2 separate regions of the Mus musculus genome follow, and region 1 is linked to region 2. A link is a contact called in public HiChIP or PLAC-seq data. All regions are on one chromosome and are shown on one strand. The core of a region is the stretch at or near the end of the contact, and the rest is flanking DNA. Distances in the headings are between cores, read along the strand shown.

What was found. HiChIP or PLAC-seq counts read pairs in DNA pulled down with a chosen protein or histone mark.
Region 1: a FOXA1 HiChIP or PLAC-seq map of pancreatic cancer cells shows a contact between it and region 2. The contact joins two enhancer-like sites. A contact is called at or near these places in 1 of 115 datasets of contacts at active chromatin or transcription factors (pancreatic cancer cells) and 1 of 9 other capture datasets (embryonic stem cells).

The regions. Positions count from the first base shown.
Region 1 is chr15:80,741,557-80,745,548 of GRCm38.p6, forward strand. The region is part of intron 1 of Tnrc6b (trinucleotide repeat containing 6b); the gene reads left to right. Among named protein-coding and RNA genes, the nearest start is that of Tnrc6b, 32 kb to the left of the region's middle. Within about 2 kb of position 1,510, at least 108 of the 459 cell types and tissues checked have an H3K27ac peak or open chromatin away from gene starts, as enhancers often do. A contact at or near this core is called in pancreatic cancer cells, where this site is marked.
Region 2 is chr15:80,157,745-80,161,613 of GRCm38.p6, forward strand. It overlaps Tab1 (TGF-beta activated kinase 1/MAP3K7 binding protein 1), which reads left to right. Exons shown (of 11, transcript NM_025609.3): 9 at 1-82; 10 at 1,007-1,163; 11 at 2,330-3,869. The coding sequence ends at 2,537. Among named protein-coding and RNA genes, the nearest start is that of Gm31253, 11 kb to the left of the region's middle. Within about 2 kb of position 1,832, at least 149 of the 459 cell types and tissues checked have an H3K27ac peak or open chromatin away from gene starts, as enhancers often do. A contact at or near this core is called in pancreatic cancer cells, where this site is marked.

The sequences.
Region 1 (3,992 bases), core at 260-2,759, 580 kb after region 2:
TAATAACATAAAATCACTTTGGAGTCCTCTAATTTTTGGAATGAAGTGAGATCCTCCGATGAATAGGTTTGAGAACTACGTTTTAAATTCTATCATTTTCAGTTGGAATCAGTTTTTCTTTCTGACGGTGTCATAGGTTGCCCCTCCACTTTCTGTACGTTCTGTGAACTTCTGTGTGATGTGAGTGGCAGGCTGTGTATTTGGTGAGATTTTTTTTCATGGTTATTTGCCTCGTTATCATCCATATCAATGTCCAGTTCACTGGTTTATCTCAGAGGCAGTGTACATTTAACAACTTGCCAACAATTGGGCACGGTGGCATATACCCATAATCCAGGTACTCCAGAGTCTGAGACAGGAGGATCACAATGAGTTAGAGGCCAATATGGGCTATGTGAGACCTGCCTCTCAAAAAACAAAAAACAAAACCAAGGGAACAGGATGTAGCCCAGCTGGTAGATTGCTTACATATCCTGAACAAAGTGCACACACAGAGCCTTGTATGATGTGGCTCTTGCTGTAATCTCAGCATTGGAAAGCAAATGACAAGAGAATGATGTGACTTTGAAGGTCAGCCTGGTGCATGCAGCAAACCTTGCCTCAAGGAACTCAAATAAACAGAATTAATGATGAGGGTGAGCACAGTTGCTTGTGTTTAGGTTGTCAGAAGGCAGTCCTGTTTTCTCAAGCCCTTTGCTTAAGAATTGACCAACTGTCCTGGAGGTAGCCTAGAACACATACAATTGAACAAACAGGCTTAGTAGCCCAAGGTGGGATACCTGTTTTTCTCATCATTCCTGCTTGAGACTGTCCCCTACACCAAGCAGTCTTTCCGGATTTTCCCAGATAGTAGAGTAAAACTGAGGTTTTAAAGCCAGAGTTTTATAGCCAGGTGTGGGAGGCAGAGGCAGGTGGATCTTTGTGGGTCTAGAACAGCTTGTTTTACATAGCAGGTTCTAGGCTTCTTCTGTACCAGTCCCAAGGTGCCCTCTACTACTGTAAGTTCCATGGGGATAGCATGCTGCCCTGATATACTATAGGGGTTTTTTTTGTTTTTTTTGTTTTTTGTTTGTTTGTTTTTAAAGAGATGTGTGAGTAGAATCCTTACATGAGTTAAGTCAGAATATTGTATTGAGTTGAGTTTATTTTTCCTTAAAAATGTGTGTCGATCACATAAGGATTTATTGAGAATGTCTCTTGGGCAGACTCTGTATTTAATAATACTAATGAAGTATTAAGTGATCCCTCTGATGCAGACTCTCTTAGTTACTGTCCTATTGCTGTGAAGAGACACCAACCACAACCAAGGCTGACAAAATAAAGCATTTAGGTGGGGCTTGCTTACAGATTCAGAAGTTTGTCCCATTGTCATCATGTCAAGGAGCATGGTGGCACACAGGCAGACGTGGTGCTGGAAAAGTAACTGAGAGGTCTACCTACATCCTGATCTAGAGGCATGGACCTGACTGCGACCTTTGAAACTTCAAAGCCCGCCTGTCTCCAGGTGACACATCTACAAGGCCACACCTTCTAATCTTTCTCAAGCAATGCCACTCCCTGATGACTAAGCATTCAGATCTATGAGCCTATGGGGACATTCTTATTGAAAGTGTAACACATGCCAGACCTCAGAGAGCTTATAAGCAGTAGTCCACACAGAAGGAAGCCTGGGGAGGAGTGCATGTACAGTTTACTAGCTCAGAAGGAGGACACATTGAGATTGCCTGTGAGGTAAGATGGTGTCAGGGATTTCACAGAAAAGATTGCCTAACCTGCGTCTGTCTTCAAGTTGAGAAGTTTGGCCTGTGGGTACTTCTAAGAGGAAATAGCTTGCACAAAGGCACATGAAACCACTGTGGGTGCTCTAGGGAAATTGAATACAGTGTAGCTTTGTAAGATAAAACAGGAGAACTCAGCAGGTACTAGGCCAGGTATAGCATGGAGTAGAGATTATATTTTCTTACTCAAGAGTTTGTACTTTCTAAATATCATTCTTATGTTAAAGGTAGTGGGTATTGAGGCTAAGAAAACCAAATTCTAAAAACTAGTGAAACTAGTTAAAATGGATGAAGTCAAAGTCGGTGGCAGCAGACATATGTAAGAAGAACACACTGATTAGAATTGATAGGCTTTGGTGCTAGGAAGGAGCTGATGATGTCAGATTTCTGATCTGAGGGGGTGATGTTGTTTCGGATGAGGTAGAGGGGAAACACCTGTTGGGGACAGGATGTTTGAGTTGTAGTTGCACTGAGTCTTAGGCACCGGTGGCACAGGAGGTAGCAAAGGCTGTTGGCGTAGGCAGCAATGCATCTGATTCTGGCTGGTAAGAACGCTCAGCACTGGCTTTGGGGATCGTCAGCACAGAGGTGGTAGTTACATTTGTGAACAAAAGATAGGGACATTGGAACTACAAATGCAAGCTGCGTTAGGAAGTTGAGGCAGGAAGACCACAAATTCAAGGCCAGCCTAGATTATATAGTGACACCCTCACTCAAATTAAAAGAAAAAAACTTCCAGGACAGCCAGGGCTACACAGAAAAACTCTTGTTTCGGAAAACAAAAACAAAAATGAAGTCCTGGGTTCAGTCCCCAGCAACTGGGAGGTTAGAAGCAAGAGGATCAGAAACTGAAGGTCCCTGATGGAGAGCAGGCCAGACTGAGTCATGCGAAACCCTATCTCAGAAAATAAACCAAGCAAATATGTAGTTACAGAAATGTGTGCTGTTGCCTTTTGCTGTTGTTTTGGTGGTTTTATTTGGCTGTTTTTTGTTTGTTGCTTGTACAATGTTGGAGTATAGTATATTCCTTAACAGTCTGCATTCCAAGATGATACTAGAGAAATGCTGGTGACAGCAGGGAGAACTAAGGAGGGTCGTGAGGGAAGAGACTGAGTGATCAAGGGCTTTTTTTCTGTGCTGCTTGAATTTTTAAACTGAGAATTAAAATGAATCACACTGAATAGTTAAGTTTGAAAATTAAAACCCTGTCACATCAGAGGTGATACTAGAAAAGTAAGTGTCATTTGTTGAATATATATGCCTTTCAGCTTGCCATATTCTCTAGGAAACACTTAGCTGTAATTACATTGTGTGAGTTTCGTTAAATACTTGACTGTAGTCTATTTCAGTTTGGCAAAACCTGGGGATGGATGAGTCTAAGGTCTTCAGAATCTCATTCTAAGTCCCAAGATTACTCTGGTTGTTCCGTAAGAGAGTAGAGGGGACTGCTGGGGTTGGTGGCTGACCACCCTAACACTGCATGACCAGGTGGTAGGATTAGATTACTTCTGAGCATTTAAAAATAGTCATTTGAAGGCATTTTCCTGGTATTCATCTCTTAGAAGAAAAATACTGCTGTAGATAACGTAAGCTTTTAGAATAATCAGTGTCTATGCTTATCTTCAATATGCCAGTACTTGGTTCAGAGCAAGAAAGAAGCTTTTTTTTTTTTTTTTTTTTTTTGAGAAACCCAGTTTGAGAATACCTGGAAGCCAGGCCTGATCGAGCACCCAGGTAATCTCAGCTACTTGGGAGACTAAGGTGGCACAGTCACTTGATCCTAGTAGTGCAGAGATACTCTGTCCCTTTTAAGGAAAATATGCATCTGGAAAAAAATACCTAGTTTCCCTTGCTTATCTATCCTCTGCCATAGTGTCTTTTTGTCCTCATTAAATGTCAGCAAGTGTCTAAGATGACAATGAAACAGAAAAAGGACCCACCTCTTTGGTTATCATCTCCACCTTAAGTTTTCTGTCAAGAGTGTATGTAATAATGAGCTACATTATGACATTGGTGTAGAATTTGGACTGATGATAGATCTAGAAAGATCAGCCTGGGCAGAAACTCATCAGAGTAAAGAACTAAGATTAGACAGTGTCGTTCTCTCAATAATCAGAGACTGACAACAAATTGAAGAATCTGACTATTCTCTGAAATGCCAAGGGTTGCATGTAACTATGTAGCCCTGAGTCTTCCAGAAGAACCAGATCTGTC
Region 2 (3,869 bases), core at 582-3,081:
CATGAAGACATGACCCTGCTGGTGAGGAACTTTGGCTATCCATTGGGTGAAATGAGCCAGCCTACACCGACCCCTGCCCCAGGTATGTATGCCACGTAGGTACACCTGAGATGAGTCCTGGGCTGGAGGCAACACGGACGGGCTGATACCATGAAGTTGGCTGCTTGGAGTGCGTATGGAGCCAGGGGGCTGGCCTTGCTCAACTCCAGCTGTAGAGTTCTGGACTCTGAGCTGCAGGTCTTTACTCTGTCTGTAAAATAAGGAGCACTTGTCCTGACCATCCTGGAAGTCTTGCTGCATGAGCATATCATGTACAGTCACAAAGGCAGATGGCAGAGGTCCCTCCTAGCCTCCTTGTCACTTCTCACCCTTACCAGCAACCTTGACAGAAAGGAGAAAGGCTCTAGCCTGGAGAGACCTGGGTGAGGTCAGGTATGAGACAGATGGTCTGCCCCAGCCGGGCATTGTGTGGAGATACTTCACTCCATCCCTTTTTCCTTTTAAGTCCTTGAGTCAAGCTGCCTGGGCAGCAGTGAGACCTTCTGTACTGCTCCCAAGCGCTGCATTTCCTTTTCTGTTTTTAAACAAACAAACTGTGGAGCTCTCACCTCCCATTGCTCTCCATGGACACTGGGGAGCTGGAGTCCCTCTGGCCTGCACTTGTAACCGTATTTTCATTGGGCCTGCCTCAACAGGAAACAGTCTACCCTCTGTATTAAGGTTTAGTAGCCCTTTCTCAGAGCCCATCCAGCACTTTATTCCACTCCCACCTTGATCCCCAGTGGGTTTCTTTGCTGGATAGAGGTCCCACTGCTATTCTGGAAGATACTCGTACCAAGGGACATCTACCCTGGGCCACCCCAGGGGTGGAGGGCCACAGTGGGGCTTAGGGGCCTCTCAGCCCTCACATAGCCCTTGTCACTCAAGAGAAGCCTTGAGGCCACTACCTTGGTTTCCTCCGACTGATTCCCCTCCCCCCCTGCTCTCTCTCTCTCTCCTATTGCAGGGGGCCGTGTGTACCCTGTTTCTGTGCCCTACTCAAGTGCCCAGAGCACCAGCAAGACTAGTGTGACTCTGTCCCTCGTCATGCCTTCTCAGGGCCAGATGGTCAACGGCTCTCACAGTGCCTCCACTCTGGACGAAGCCACTCCCACACTCACTAAGTAAGCCATCCTACTCTAGAGACAGACATGGGAACCTGGAGAGAAACAGCTGGGCAACCAAATCCTAGGGCTCAGTGGGGCAGGATGAGAGAGGCTGGGGTCTGGGGACTCTGGATCTTTGGCCTCCAATTCTCCACCCTCACCTTTTGGGTAGGGAGTCTTATTAGACACAGGTTCTAGCAGGTATTGAACTGGACCTGGGACAAGTGGAGATTCAGGGCAAGGTGGACAGGGGACCCGAGAAAGAAGCAAGGCAGCTGACTGACGTCTCAGCTTTCATCCATGGGCAGCTTCTCTCGTGTTTTTCTTCTGTCTTGGAGTTTGTAACCCAGGGCCACTGGCTTCATGCATCTGTAGTTGGGGACATTGCCTGGCCTGTACTGGGTTGTCAGAGCTGCTGCTCTCTCACTGTGGCATGCCATGGCTGTCAGCTGTCTAGTGTAAGGGGCACTGGGGGTGGAGGTCATGGCCTGAGAGGAGGGGCATGGTGCAGACCTGCCTGACAGGTCTCTTGTCCAACCGCTCCCTGTACTTCTGTGACTTTGTACTTTGCTCCCACCCCACCTCTCCGGGGGAGGGGGGGATCTGGTTTCCACATTCCAGCCCTGCACCGATGGAATAATACAGCTGCCACACCCAGCCCCTCTCCACTTAGAGCTTAGCCGGATGTGGCCAATTAGAAGGGCTGGCAGGGAGGGAGTGCCCCTGTTTTCCTCTGCCTCTCCCTCTGCCTCTTTAGAGGGCCTCCATCTGTCCCCAAGTCTGTGCTGCTGCTGTTCCTGCCACCACCTCTGTGGATGGAAGGGCCTGGTAGACATCTGGGCATCCTGGGTAGCCGTGTGCTGTCCCCAGCACAATCAGCATAGCCCTCCCTCCCCACCAGGCTTCCCCAGGAAACCAGCAGCTGTGTCCACAAAGCCAAGCAGGCAAGCTTCACGCTTCTCAGCCTGACTGCCCGAGCCTCACAGATCTCCTCCCCTGGCGCTGAGTCTTATTCTGTCACCTAGGTCAGCCTGTCTTTAAAAACATCTCACCCAGCTGACTTCTGTAGGATACTGGGGAGAGAGAGAGAGGCCTGAGCCTAAAGGGCCGCTCTTTTCACCGGTGGGAAGTTGAGGGCCCCTGATGCAGCTCCCCCAGACTGACTGCTCTCTCTTCTTCTGTAGCCAGAGCCCCACTCTGACCCTGCAGTCCACCAACACGCACACCCAGAGCAGCAGCTCCAGCTCTGACGGGGGCCTCTTCCGCTCCAGACCGGCTCACTCACTTCCACCCGGAGAGGATGGCCGTGTGGAGCCCTATGTGGACTTTGCTGAGTTCTACCGACTCTGGAGCGTGGACCACGGCGAGCAGAGCGTGATGACGGCACCTTAGTCTAGCCTCAGAGTGCAGCCTGGGCACAACTTTGTGTAGACACAGAGGGCCAGTGCCAAAGCAAGACAAGCTTCCTGACCTTTGCGGGGGCCATGGAACCCTCGGGCAGTGAGTCATGACGTGCTGCAGGTTCAACCACAGCCCTGGGCTGTGGCCTGAGTACAGACTGCATTGCTGCTGGTCCACACAGGAGGCTGGAGTCCAGACCACAGGCATCCTAAGACAGGGCCAAGCGGGAAAGCTGCAGGTAGCTTACAAACCATCACGAGTGCCTCCTGACACGTTTAAAGACTAGCAAGATGCCGTCCTGTGGACCCCAGCTACCAAAGGCCAGACAGACACTGCTCCCTCAAGACTCCTCCACCTGCTTCAGCTTCCCCCGGAAGAGCTGTGGCCTCTGCGAGTGCCCGTTACCTCTGGGTGGCTATCCCCTTTCCACCTTTCAGCCCAAACTCCTAGATCCAGAGTAGCGAATAACAGGAGTGGGTGCCTGTCACTGGATGTCACTGGAAAAGTCCAGGGAAGCAGAGGGGTTATTAACAGCCACAGAGGAGCAAGACAAGGAAGTACCAGAGAGAGCTGGCCAAGGAATGCTAGTCCTGGGCTGCAGGTCAGCCAGCTGGCAGCTGAGCTAACTCAGAGAGCTGGCTTCCCAATGGGGTGCAGTTAGTAGGCCAGGCCCACCAGGCAGCTGCAGTTCTGCTTCTGCTAGATCCTGCCCTGGGGTGAGGCAGGCCAAGTCAGAAGCCAGTGCCTTCCTCCCAGCGGGTCCTGGGAAGCCAGTGATAGGGGGTGCTGAGGCAACAGACCTCACGCTGATGAGGAGGCTGCTTGGTTCCGGGCTCTGCCGAAAGAGGAGTGGGATACGGCTGTGAGAGGGCCGAGGTTGAGTCTTGCTCACCCAGAAGACCAAGGACATCAGGTGCAGTGATGCGGACGTGCAGGGAAAAGACTCTGCTGGTCAGGCCCTGACTGGGACCTGTTCACACAGAATCTCTCCCTTCAGACAGGAGGGTTACCACAGCTGCCTGCAGTGTGGCCACCCCTGTGCTCAGAGGAGAAAGGCTGGGTGCTCCTCTTACCTGAGCCCTTCCATCAGGATTAAATCTGCAGCCCTTTCCCCACTGTGTGCAGCTACTGGGCAGGGTGCCCAGTGTGGCCTGGTGGCAAAGGCCAATTCAGAGCACTTCTCAGACTCCATTTCCCTAAAGCGAGGCTGCTGGCTCCATGCTGAGGAGAAGCCCTGGGGTGATGGGAAGAAGAAGCCTTCCTGCTCTCCACTAGGAAGTCACCTCTGCCCTGCAGGTGCCCTGCAGGTGAGCAGCTCTCAGC